Regions from separate parts of the Zea mays genome. Here region 1 is linked to region 2. The links are chromatin contacts, called in public Hi-C maps. All regions are on one chromosome and are shown on one strand. Each heading gives the region's core, a stretch centred on a gene start, on an enhancer-like site or on the middle of the called end of the contact. The rest is flanking DNA. Distances are from core to core; before and after follow the strand shown. Region 1 holds the start of LOC100272582 (cytochrome P450 97B2, chloroplastic). Region 2 holds the start of sbp19 (SBP-transcription factor 19).

The links. Hi-C and Micro-C count contacts between places; a contact is called where the count stands out from the background.
Region 1: a Hi-C map of ear shows a contact between it and region 2, with 2.4 times the contacts expected there. The contact joins the promoter of LOC100272582 here to the promoter of sbp19 in region 2. A contact is called at or near these places in 8 of 25 Hi-C or Micro-C datasets (ear, endosperm, leaf and 3 more).

Annotation. Positions count from the first base shown.
Region 1 is chr4:244,318,102-244,324,926 of Zm-B73-REFERENCE-NAM-5.0, reverse strand. It overlaps LOC100272582 (cytochrome P450 97B2, chloroplastic), which reads left to right and starts at 3,938. Exons shown (of 14, transcript XM_008681697.4): 1 at 3,938-4,346; 2 at 4,615-4,813; 3 at 4,962-5,069; 4 at 5,308-5,392; 5 at 5,862-6,097; 6 at 6,281-6,454; 7 at 6,539-6,586; 8 at 6,714-6,773. The coding sequence starts at 4,234.
Region 2 is chr4:244,184,187-244,190,940 of Zm-B73-REFERENCE-NAM-5.0, reverse strand. sbp19 (SBP-transcription factor 19) reads left to right here and starts at 1,255. Exons shown (of 5, transcript NM_001138620.1): 1 at 1,255-1,686; 2 at 2,305-2,441; 3 at 2,968-3,068; 4 at 3,189-3,410; 5 at 4,425-5,051. The coding sequence starts at 1,364. The coding sequence ends at 3,206.

The sequences.
Region 1 (6,825 bases), core at 2,689-5,188, 130 kb before region 2:
TACAATTGGGAGTACGTATTGTAGGAGCTACGCTCAAAGTGAGCAATAGGGTTTTGCTTTTTTCATCCCGTTATCAAGTGCAAGAAACATGTTGTCCATGTCATTATCAGCTTATTGTCCAGTAAATTGTCGAGACATTTAGCGCTATATGTGTTCAATAGGTTGTTGTTGCTTTGGTAAGCATACATTCAGTTTGTTCAATAGCCTATTATATGTGTTTAGGGATGGTAACGGGTATATACCCCGTCAGATAGTATCATTCCATATTTGTACCCATCAATAAAAAAGTATACTCGTCTCGTCGGGTGACTTATATCCGCGAGCGGGTATAAAATCTTACACATGCTCGTACCAGCACCGATAATTTTATCCCGCCGGATAACCCGTACCCACTATAAAGGTCTTAAATTCTAATATTTCAATAAATTAAAATGTCAAATAAACACACACAACAAAAGTTCAACTTAAAATATAACAAAGCATATGATTACATTACTTGGTATTTAAATAAATAATAGTCGGAGAAGGATTTTCTTTTAGCTTATATGTGTTTATTATTGATAATAGTGGTAATTATGCGGGTATATTTTACCCACATGTACACGGGTATAGGTAGTACCAACCCATGTCAGTACCCGTCTATCCAACGGGTAGAGATTCTTGCCCACTAACATACCATCGGGTAGAGAAATCATCTTATACCCGTCTTTACTGTCGGTTTTTTGGGTTTCGGGTACTCATTGTCATCTCTATCATTGTGATTGGTATGTTGCGCACATCCGTTCAGACTGAGCGCGTGCATTGACCAAGAAGCAGCTGTTGTTTGATTAACTGCATAGAGCCAGGCTGAGGCTGCATCCGCAAATGCAACATAGGTAAAAAAATATATCTCTTTGCTGCATGCGCGCATACGCTCCGGCGTTCAGTTTCTGGCGGGCCACGCTTACTAGAGTCTGGCGCTGCTTGTCTGCCCATCCAATCCGTCGGTATATGTGTTGAACTCGATACGGTGTTATCTATAGCTCATTGAAAGAATAGATACAATTACTCGTCAACTTGGGACCAAGTCGTTGTCTCTTTTTCACTTGGTGCTGCGCGAGGACTCGTGCTTAACTTCTTTGATGCAAAGTTTAAGGCTCAATGGTTGGAAACTAACATACAGTTTGGACCCTAAATAAATTAATTGGTACCTAAATCAAAATATATGCCCCAATTATAAGGCTTATGGTTGGAGTTGCTCAAACAGGCTTGTCCCTTGCACAGTACAAGTAGATCGACGACATAGGGCCCCAAATTTTCTAGGCCCCCAAAACTCTGGTGTGCATAAAGATATGATCGTCTTTATAGCAGTTGACCCCGCCAAAACTCAGAAGAAAGTTAGCGTTGTAGAACGCGATGTGACTATGATTTAGCGACTTCGCGCGTATTAGCATAGGATGTGTCCGCCGTCGGCGATAGCTCTAGCTAATCCCTCTCGCGTTCGTCGCCACCGCAAAAGATGGATGCGCAGCTGCGTAGGCATCAGGCGAGGTCACATGTCACGAGAGAATTCATGTGCTCTTGACCGACCACCGGCGAATGTCACCAGGCCCGTCCCTTGCGTAGTGCAGGTGGATCAACGACATAGGGCCCCAAATTTTCTAGGGCCCCAAAATCATGGTGTGTAAAAGGATATGATCGTCTTCATAACAGATGACCCGGTCAAATCTCGGAAGAAAGTTAGCGTTGTAGGACGCGACGCGACTCTGATTTAGCGATTTCGCGCGTATCAGCGTAGGACAATGCCCACCGTCGGCGATAGCTCTAGCTAATCTCTCTCGCGTTCGTCGCCATCGTAAAAGATGGACAAGCTGAGCAGCTGTGTAGGCATCAGGTGTGGTCGCGTGTCAGGAGAGAATTCATGTGCTCCTGACCGACCACCGGATGTAGCAGGATTTGAAGGATTCCTAAGCAGACACTACATGAATCCTGAAGATTCCCGTCGGTCGGCTTAACTCACGTCGGCTACCTTCCAGTCGACGGGCCTTAATTTAACTTCCGTCGGCCCAGACACAGGCCGCCGGGAATAAGTTAACTCCCGTCGGTCCTGACAAAAGCCGATAGGGATTAGCCCTAGCCGACGTGAGTTAAGGCTTATCCCCGTCGGCCCACGTAGCCGACGGGAGTTAAGGCTTATCCCCGTCCGCCAAGTACTAGCCGACGAGGATTACTTATTCCCGTTAGCTGTCGACGGGAATAAGTTTATCCCCGACACCTGGCAGCCATCGGCTTGAGGTCGACGGGAGTTAGCCAGTTACCGACGGGAATTAGTTATTCTCGTCGGTTTATAGGTTATTCCCGTCGGTTTTTAGCCGACGGGAATTAACTTAATTCCTACAGTGAGAAATACAACATATACACTATATAGGAAATCATAGGACACATTAATATGTGTTGCACCAAAGCCACAATTTCAGAGACAGCCCTGAGCGGTGGCGGATACAAGCTTCGGTCCATCCTATCTAGGACTCAAGGCATGATCCATATATCTTTACATATATTCTTATTATTTTTAGACTAAGGTCATGTTTGGTTTCTTTAGTCTAGGGACTAAAGTTTAGTTAGGAGACTAAAGTTTAGTCCCTAATATGTTTATTTCTAGGGGCTAAAAATAGTAAGAATATACTAAATGACTCATAAGAAGATTAAAGTGACCTTTAACATTCTCCTGCTATTAGTACAATTGAACTAAATGAGGAGTAAATGTGGAATTAATATGATTTAGTCCCTTTTAGCACATATGTGAAGGACTAAAGACTAAATCATTTTAGTCCATATTTTAGTCGTAGTGTTTGGCAAAAAAAAGATTAAATGAGACTAAAAACTAGAGACTAATCTTTATGTCGCTGTAACCAAACACCCCCTAAGATATATACAAACCTTAGTAGATTATAAAAAATAATTGGGTCCGAAAAGTGATCCTATTTTCGGATCCACCCCTGCTAAGTAGGTAGGCCATAGGCTATGGCGTAGGCCACAGACAGAATTACACTTTTAAGAACGCCCTTTTTCTTCCTTTGTTTTGTAACTCCGGTTTGCATTCAAAATTTCAAACGCCTTAGATTTAACAAGAATTTTAAAATGTGAAGACTGTTTCATGAGCAAGACGAAAACGCATCAAAGAGGTCATATTGAGATGGTAAGAATGCGTCACAGCCTCGTTCCTATATAAAAATAAAATAAAATAAAATACTTCAATCATTTTAAATTATAAGTTATTTTAATGTTTTAAATACATAAATTTTATTATATACTAATATAAGCTATGTCAAGGTAGATAGTAAAATATTTTTTTAAGAAAAAAGTAACCTTTATTTTAGAACGGTGATAATGCAATCAAGTTTCTCCTGCAATCAAACAACCAAATGAAAAATCATAGTTGTACTTTATTATGTACTCTACCAAAATATCTGATTTTTAGTTCTAATTTATTCTATGTTAAGAGATATAAAAAAACAAAACTTTGTGTTAAAAATATATAAAAATAACAGGTACCTGCCGCCGCGTGCCGGCACCCAGATTTGAATTTTTTTAAATCACGATATACTTTTTAAATTTTATAAAATTTTAAATATAAAAACGAAAAAGTCTCCGTGCCGCCTACTGGAGTATTGCTGGCAATGCTGGGAATGTCCCGAATAGCGTTACAGTAATGGTGAGGCCTGGAGTCTTATATATGTTGGGCTACAGAAAGTGGTGCTAGTGGGCTAAGATATCAGGCCGACGGGCGTGCTGGCAGTTAGAGCGGGCCTAAACACAGCCCACTGGTTGGGCTCGGCCTGCACGGACTCGACGGCCTTCGTGCTAACCGTGCCCAGATCAGACCAAAATATGATCCCATAAGCCGGGCTGCCGGACCACGTGCCTTTTGGCCAACTATGGCACCGCTTCGGCTCGTGCGCTCCACGTATCGTTTCGCGCCGGCGCCGGTGGCCGGACCAGACCAGCGCACCGCGCCGTCCAGACCAGACCACGTTCCGTGGTCGGCGCGCAACCGGCCAGCCGAGTGCCGACTGCCGACCGCACCACTCTCCGTGGCCCGATGATATTCCCGATCACGCCTAATTCAATTCAATCAATTTCAGCGCGGCCACCTTATCATCTCTGTCCGTTCAGGTCCAGTGGCCAGTGACCACGCTCCACCCCATTGCTCTGGCTCTGTGCTGTGCAGCTGTGCTGCCGGGCTCCTGCGCCATGGCCGCGGCCACGCTGCTCCAGGGCCCAGCCGCCGCCTCGCCGCGTCTCGGCGCCGCGGCTTCAGCGCCGTCCGCGTCCCACGGGAGGCGTCGCCTCACCTTCAGCTTCAGGTACGCGCGCGTGCGCGCCCTCACCCACCTCCCGGCTCGTTCCCGGCAGCGGTCCACGCGTGGCCGACCGCCAGGTGCTCGATCTGTTGCCTGCACGGCTGCACTATGCCATCAAGGTCCCGGGAACAACGGGCTGTCGGCTCCAGCCTGCAGTTGGGGGGTGCCGCCTGCTGAATTCACACGAGTTACTGTTGGTGTCTGGTAGAATAATCACCGCTAGACCGAGTGGCTGATCGACTGGCCCGTGCCAATTCCCGCGTTGGTGCAGGTGCCAGTCGACCAGCGTCGACAAGCAGCAGGAGCGGCCGCCCAAGCCGAAGCAGCGGAACCTGCTCGACAACGCCAGCAACCTGCTGACCAACTTCCTCAGCGGTGGCAACCTCGGGGCCATGCCCGTCGCTGAGGGCGCGGTCACCGACCTCTTCGGCAAGCCCCTCTTCTTCTCGCTTTACGACTGGTTCCTCGAGGTGAATGCGCGTCCCCTTTCTGAACCCTGCAACACTGACATGTTATCATAGGTTCGATATCCTTTGTTCTCCACTTATGGCTATGTAGTAAAATTCGATTAGACACAGCCCCTGCAACACTGACGTGTTATGATGTCTTAATTCACAGCATGGCTCTGTCTACAAGCTTGCTTTTGGACCCAAATCGTTCGTTGTTGTCTCTGACCCTATCGTTGCTAGACACATCCTCCGGGAGAACGCTTTCTATTATGATAAGGTATGCTGTCTCGCATGTGTCGGATATGGATTGTTGAAAACTCGTTAGAGGAAAAGGATTGTTCGTTGAAAAAACTATGGAATATACAAGGAATTGGACCATGACCACCTTACACACATGATGGCCACATTTTGCATATATTATTACGTCAGTGGAGAGTTGACTTCCCTGATAAATAATAATTGGTGTAGTTTGGCGGGTTTCTTTCTTACATGGTATTTTTTTTACTTGAAATCAGGGAGTTCTCGCTGAAATTTTAAAACCCATAATGGGGAAGGGTCTTATACCCGCTGACCTTGATACCTGGAAGCAAAGGAGAAAAGGTTAGAAAGGTTGGATATCCAATCATATTTTCTGTGTTTTTTTTAGTTTGGACTGACCACAATACTGCAGATTGCTCTGTGTTAATCTATGTGCATAGCCCATACTGTTAGTCAAAATTAGCAGGCTCATCATTGGCCTGAGCTTCAATTCCAGTTCTTTCTACTTTTGTTTTTTCTATCTTGAAAGTTTTTCTAGCTCAACTGTGTGTTCTGGAAAAGACATCTCTAGGCATGCAAAATCATCCTAGGGATTCTTTCAATTCTGAATTTATTAGCATGCTTTTTGCCTTGAGGGATGAAACATATGCCATTTTTCTGTCTTTAAATGCGATATTTAACAGTTACTACTGTTTGATGAAGCAATCAATCAACATGGTCCAATTGTTTTGGAGATAATTTGAACTTCATTTATGCATTTCACATAATATTTTACTAATGGCACACCTTATCCTATCCTTGTGTTCTGCAGTTATAACACCTGGGTTCCATGCCTTATTCATAGAAGCTATGGTGAGGACATTTACGAGATGTTCAGAGAGAACAATATCAAAGCTTGAGGAGCTTACTGAAAGTGAAGGCCGTGAACAAAATTCGACTATTGTGGACCTTGAAGCTGAGTTCTCCAATTTGGCACTTGATATCATTGGATTGGGTGTGTTCAATTTTGATTTTGACTCGGTTACTAAGGAATCTCCTGTAATAAAGGTTGGTATATCTGTAGTTCTATCTTATGTTTATTTGTGCATAGGATGTATAATGTGTGCTCGTATAGAGAAAGTGACTGAAAGTAGAGAAGAATATTCATAATTTATGACTATCTTGGACAGTATTGGATTGCTGCTACTTTCCTCTTCTCTGCTTTTAGGAGCTTCTGTTTCCATTGTGCAGGCAGTGTATGGAACACTTTTCGAAGCTGAGCACCGTTCCACCTTCTACATCCCCTATTGGAATCTTCCTTTGACAAAATGGATAGTTCCAAGGCAGCGCAAGTTCCATAGTGACCTCAAAGTGATCAACAATTGCCTTGATAACCTTATAAAAAATGCAAAGGAGACGAGACAGGTTTGTGCAACTGAAACACAACTCTAACTTGGGGACACTTTAAGGAGCTTGCTGTAGTTCTGATGTTGTAGACTTTTTATATAGGAAGCTGATGTGGAAAAGCTCCAGCAAAGGGACTACTCTTCTCTGAAGGTTGGCTGCTGTTCATTCTTCCTTTGCTGTCTCATTTCAGTGTCAGTAGTACTCACCAGTTTATCTTTTCTGAACATCTAGGGATTTTGGTGAATAGTATCTCATATCTGTGCCATCATGCTTTTAGGATGCCAGCTTGCTGAGGTTCCTTGTTGACATGAGGGGAGCTGACGCTGATGATCGCCAGGTAAATTGTGGAAATCGGGCATAGAATTTTATGTTATGCTTTCTATTTCTTG
Region 2 (6,754 bases), core at 6-2,505:
GATCACTGACCTGATCTGTGTCGTGCATGACTTTTGCTTCCTGCTTCCTAGTTTACAGATAGGATCTGGAGTCTACACGGACGTCGGCTCTCCTGGATCGATATTTGGTAGTAGGTTCATGCTCGCGCTTTGACTCAAGTATGCTTGCCTTGCCGATGTTCTTCTAATCAGCTGGGTGGATGGGTGGGGGCTCTATTGCGCCTCGTTTCGAAGTCTTCCTGCCAATCTGCCTTGGGATGGAGGCGTCGGAGTCACACAGCCACCCTAGCATCGCATCGCATCACATCACATCCACCGATCCTCCATCAATCAATCAAAAGGGAAGGGGAAGCTAGGGCAGAATTTTAATTTTATTCGTGTGCGTTCTGTTCTTTTTCTGAATAAAAGGAGCCAGGAAAACGACCTCTGACCTCCCTACTTGTCTAGTTATTATTTATTACAAGATCCGCTCTCACGTCACAACTAAACATATTTAATTAAAAGTTAATTAACTGGCCCACTAGCAGCTTAGCGCAAAGCAACCGGCATCATTGGCTCACGAGTAAACCATTTCTAAACTCATCGCTGGAGCGCAGATCCGCAGGATACAGGCAGCCAAGCTGTGCAAGTGAAAAGGCCTGCACTTTGTTTTCTTTTGACTCGTCTCATATATCGGTTTATATTTACTTACCCATCAAAAAAGATCTTCATTGAAAAAAAAAGACAGAGAAAAACTTATAAACATGTAAACGAGTATTTACATCATAATCCAACCATATACCATATTTAACATTTAAATTCTTAAACATCGACTCACCCAACCATATATTATATTTAACACTTAAATTCTTAATCATCGACAACCATAGTTACATAGACTCTCGTTAGGGTAAGTATCTTAAGTTGTGTCTTCGAGTGTCCAGAGGGGTGAATGTAAAAAACTCAAGACATGTATCTTGACGAATACACAATGTCTTAGCTCTATGTTTAAGACATGAGACTAACTGATTGGTCACTTTAATTTATCGAATGATTTGATTGGTATAATGAATATGGTAAGACACATGTTTTAGACATATTTACTGTATTTTGTTGTGTTTTAGTTGTGTCTTATATTTGGAGTACTGTGCAACAGTGTCTAGGCTGTAGATACGTAAGTCGTTGTCAAAGAAAAAGTATTGGGATGCGAAAAAACGTGAGTGGAAAATAAAGAAAAAAAGGAGGCCCAAATATAAAGAAGACCAGCCTTTTTTTTCTATTCCAAATTCCGTTTCCCCCGTCTCTTCTTCTGCACAGTCCACACTGTTCACTTCCGGCCCCCTCCCCCGCACCTCCCTCCGATCCCCCAAATCCCGAATTGACCAACCCAAAGCCGTCGCCCCGCATGGAGTGGACGGCCCCGAAGCGCGCCGCCTCGCCGCCCTCGCCTCCGCTCCTCTGGGACTGGGGAGGAGACCACGCCGGCGCCACGGGCTCGGGCTCGGGCTCCTCCGGCGACGCCCCGGCGCGGCGCGGCGGGAGGGAGCGGGAGGCGAAGCGCGCCAGGGCCGACGACGGCGAGGTGAGGTGCCAGGTGGAGGGGTGCGGGCTGGACCTCAGCAGGGTCAAGGAGTACCACCGGAAGCACCGCGTCTGCGAGGCCCACACCAAGTCCCCCCGCGTCGTCGTCGCCGGTCAGGAGCGGCGCTTCTGCCAGCAGTGCAGCCGGTCAGTCGCCGTCGTCTTCTCGCTTGCTTGCCTTTCTGTTGCACCCCCCCCCCCCCCCCCCCATGGGCCATGGCCTCTGCTTTCGCTTGCTTTGTGCGGCTGCTTCCGTCGTCCTTCCTATGGGGTCGCGCTTTTGCGCTGCAATAATCGCGTGATTAGTTGACTGGTTTGGACATGCAGGTGTTTTTGCGCGGTCTCTTTAGATTTATGCCTATATGCTATGCGTGTACGGCGTGCGTTGATTTTTTTTTTGGGGGGGGGGGGGGGGGGGTACGGAACTGCGTTTTTTCCTGCTCTGAACAAAAGATGCTTCCTTTCCACTAGTAGCACTGCTGTACTTGTTTGCGGAGAATCTTACGCATGGTTGAAATGGCTGTGCAATGCCTGTTTCCCTTTTGCAGTTTTGGCATGGCTCTCGATATATGTGTATGCTTTTGGGATGAGCTTTTTTGTGTGTGTGTTTGTGGGCTACGGCCTGTGTCTATTTTTCCCCATTATTACTGTATGGAGATTGCAGGCATATATATATATATCTCCTGTATTGCACTTTTACATGGCAATGAACCATGAGTAGGACCTATATTGTTTTTGCTGATTGCTTGGGTTCTTGTAACCCAGATTTCATGCCCTGTCAGAGTTTGATCAGAAGAAGAGGAGCTGCAGGAGGCGTCTGTCTGATCACAATGCCCGCCGCCGGAAGCCTCAGCCAGATGCATTCGCCTTTGCCTCTGCAAGGCTGCCTTCGTCGTCGTTCGGTAATGTGTTCATATCTTAACTTAAGTAGTGCTTGAAATTTGCTAGCAGTGGACACTGGCAAAATGGTGGTGATGGGCTCTTAGCCAGCTGCATGTACAGCAACGCCAATAGATGTCTTGTTGCGCAAATGGCAAGCTTTCTATCTTTTATACTTGGCAATAAGTTGCTGTTGCGTTTCTTCATGGAAATATATACAAACTAAACTAGACATTTTTTTTGACGGGCAAAAGCTGTAGGGGGAACCCCTACAGCAGCAATAAATATACTCCCTCCGTTCTTTTTTACTTGTCGCGTTTTAGTTCAAAAATAAACTAGCGGCCAGCAAATATTCAAAAACGGAGGTAGTATATATTAAAAAAGAAAGAGAACTTGTACTGAGAGAAGGTGAAACCACCAAAAGGGCAGAGAAAGAAAAGAAAGAGAGGGGGGGGGGGGGGGTAGAGAGAACTTAGCCATAAGGATATTTGCAGCTTGAGATCCTGGCTAAATCTATACATCTGAAGCTTCAGCGCGTTGTTGAAGCAGACTTTCCAGGACGAAAACGAAGGGGCCTCCTCCGGAAAGATAAAAGCATTTCTTTGTTTCCAGATTTCCCAAGCTGCTATTTGCACAACAAGTTTAGTAATGTATGTATCTTGTACTATGCAACTAGGATTATCGTGCTTCAGTTGTATTATTATTTTACCTTGTTACCTCTTATTTATAAAGTTAAATGTTCTTATCCCTGAACTTCTCTGCCACTGCAGATGATAGGAGGCAAATAAGTTTTGTCTGGAATAAAGCTCCTGTTAGCCATCCTTTCACTTCTCCATGGGACAGCTCATCTGAGCTCCCTCATGCAAAGGAAATAAGAGAGGTGTCAACGAAAGTTGGGACAATTACTGGACAAGTTCATTTGGATAAATCTTACGTGTCCAATGCTGTTCCATCACTTACCCATGGCAAAGATGAGCCTTGGCCAATGAAAGGTTTGATTTCCCAAACATTATTCTTGCCTGCTGCAGAAATGTGTTCATCAAGGAAGTAGCTGTTATTTGCTTTGTTAAGGGGTTCACCGTATTTGTTGACAAAGGGTTGCAAAGAATCTCTGGTGTAGTTGAAACTTACCTAAAACATCTTGGACAGTTGACACAAAAGGAACCTTTAAGCCGTTCCCTCATATCTACAAAGTTTTGCAGACATGGGGAAGCTGATTATTATTAAACGGGTACTTTGAATTTTTTGCAGAAGCTTGTGAACTTACAAGTCAAAATATTTTTGTAGTTCATATGATTTAGCCTACATAGAATGTATGGTGGAACAAAGAATGCCGAACTCCTTGCCATAACTACATTCATACTGGGCAGCTGTATGTTTTGTTGTAGGTGGCATGATTCTTTAGTCAGTAAATTTACTCCCAGAAAAAGAAGAATACTACAAGAATTGGACCATCGGTTGTATTCACGTATTAGTCTAGGATCCAAACACTTGATTATGTTAGATTTAAGGGAAATAAAATGCTGCAGGGACTGATACCATTTTCTCCAAAATGGTATTCGGACTTGGTTATTAGCGATGATGAATTTTGAGTGCCAGGAAAAACGTTTTTCTATCAATGTCAGATTTAGTAGCTTTTGTTTGTTTGTTTAGTTTCACCTATTCTAGGTTTCTGAAGTTCTAGACCACTGTTGAGATAGTTACTCCATGACCCGCTTATGGATGACATATAAACTTCATTTTTCTTGCTAGAAATTACTAATAAACTGCAGGTCCATTTGACACTCATGCACACCTACATTTTTCTATTCTAGTGACCAATGTAATAATTCTGAGCATCAGAGTTAGAAATTGTAATTGACTGTTGTACAGTCCTGCTTGTTTTTCATGCTAGTTCGTTGAACCATGTGATTTCGTTTGCCATGTTGTGCCTGCAACTTCTGCATATTGATGTTATTTGTTGTCCCGACGGGTGTATAACATAGTCTGAACGATTGGTTGTGCAGGTCCGGACATGTCTATAGCTGCTTCAAAATTCGATGGAGCACCGGATCTTCAGCGTGCTCTCTCTCTTCTGTCAGTTGGCGCCTGCGGATTGCCCGATCCTGTACACCAAACATCTTGCGTCATCCAATTCACTAGTGCCAGCGAGAACAGTGGCGACCTTCATCTATCACATGGAGCGAACTCTGGTCTAGCGTCATGCGGTGATGGACAGCATATAGCTTCTCAGCCTCAGGCTCAGCTGGTTCGGTTTACCATGGATACCAGCAACAGTGTCTATGAGCCCAGTTTCTTCAGTGTAAACCAGATAAATTAAGCGTTGAAGACACACGCCACTTGGTCATTTGGATAAATAGCCCTGAAGATGGCCTGAGCTTGTGCAAGAAGTTCTTCAACCAACCACCGGACATAAGGATCTATCTGTTAATGTTATCTGTGTATTTATTAGCCATACCTGAATTAAGTTGAACCCAATCTAGGCCAGCTTATGTGCAATATGCAGTTCCAACCTGTGATTGACCCATTTTTTCTGTTGTTTCTTTGCCCGTGATGTGACTGCTCTGGAACTTAAGTGTGATACTGTTGTAGTTACACTTTACTGCCCTGACAATCATGTCAAACGGCTGGATATCTTTGAAACTGTCCTTGATGAATCTGGACGTGTATTTTGTGTGTGTGTATATGGTTTTTGCTTCTTCAATGTTTGTCCAAGGAATATAGATATATAAAAAGCTGTTGCATCAATAGTTCAATACTGACATCGTTAAAATATCAGAAGTCACACTTCAGGTCCTACTGCTGTTTGTATTGTGAGTCTGTGTTTATTGATATATAATAGGAGAACAATTTATAGTATCATTCCAAGTAATCAATCTTGTCTCCAAGTCAAACAGCTGTTTTGATTTTAGGGGTGGAGAATCATACAATTTGGTCACTATCACAATTGTCTCAATACAAGCAACCAACCAGACAAACCACCATACAACTTCCCACGGAGGAACTTTCCAGCTAAGAGCTAGTTTGGGAACTCTATTTTTCTAAGAGACTAGGTAAATGCCCGTGCGTTGCAACGGGTGACACTTGTGCACGCATAGATCATTGTTTACTGGTGTTATCAATCGACGGGTCACACTTGTGTACGCATATGTCATTGTTTAGTGATGTTATCAACCAAACTCTGCGCGTCAGGTCGGCAGGCAAGGGAGGTGGCATCGGGAGACGGGGCATCAGGTGTGTGCGACCGCGAATCGCGTCAAGAGGAAGGCTCGGAGGCAGCAGGTGGCTGGAGGTCGTGGCATGCGGAGCACGGTGCGATTGAAGCGAGAGGCGGGGAAGAGCTGGAGGAGGCCAGGCATGGATGGTTGTGCCAAAAGTGTCGAGTCCATTTGTCAGAGATAGGAAAGGCAGAACCAGAGAGGGTCAACCTACCCCCTTACCTTCTTCATAGTAGTATATAGTCAGTTACATGTACGTTGTTACGGACATACATAGACCTTGTTTAAATAAGATAGTTATAGGTCCGTGCACGTGCATTGCCACGGGAGTAAAAAAATTGTATAAAATATAGATACGAAATGACAAACATCACTATGATATGCAAAATCCGTGTGACAAAATATTACTGTAACACTAATAAAATTTCAAAAAGAAGTGTTGAATACAGTTGCTATAAAAACATTACAAGCAAAAAAGGAATTGTTGGTGAGACTATAAGCGTGCGTTGCGACTGACATATAATAGTAAATGCTCCACTTGATTCGAGAAGGTGAATTTGGTATGTTCGATTGCTGTATACATGACACTTATCGTTCGGTAGAAACACTATTTGACGAATGAGAAAATTAAGGATAGTCGTTGCAATAACAATTTGCACACTGAGCATAGCTAAAATAAAGTACATCGTTAATTTGATAGCAATGTGTTACTGGTTCCAACAGATATTCAGCTGAGAAAAGTCTATGTTATACATTACCTCCTGCAAATCACACATAGCAGCAGGCAAGCAACTCCAAGGTATATGAAGAGATGACCTAGGTAGAACCTCATTTGTTGCTCCTTCACAAACATCTGACAGGCACCGACGACAGTGTTGGATGCGTCGTCATTGAGCATCTCAATCTACAACGCCCGTCCTAGGCTCGGCATCGTTGTCGAGGTATTGCGTGCCATCGACGAGCTGGCCAAGCGCCTCGACGAAGTCAATATCATGTTCCTTGTCGTGCACGACAGCGCCGACGAGGTTACCGACCCGGAAGTCAGCCACGCCTTATACGCCGCCGCCGCCAGCAAGGATAATACTATCAAGATATACGACGGGATGCTCTACTCTTTG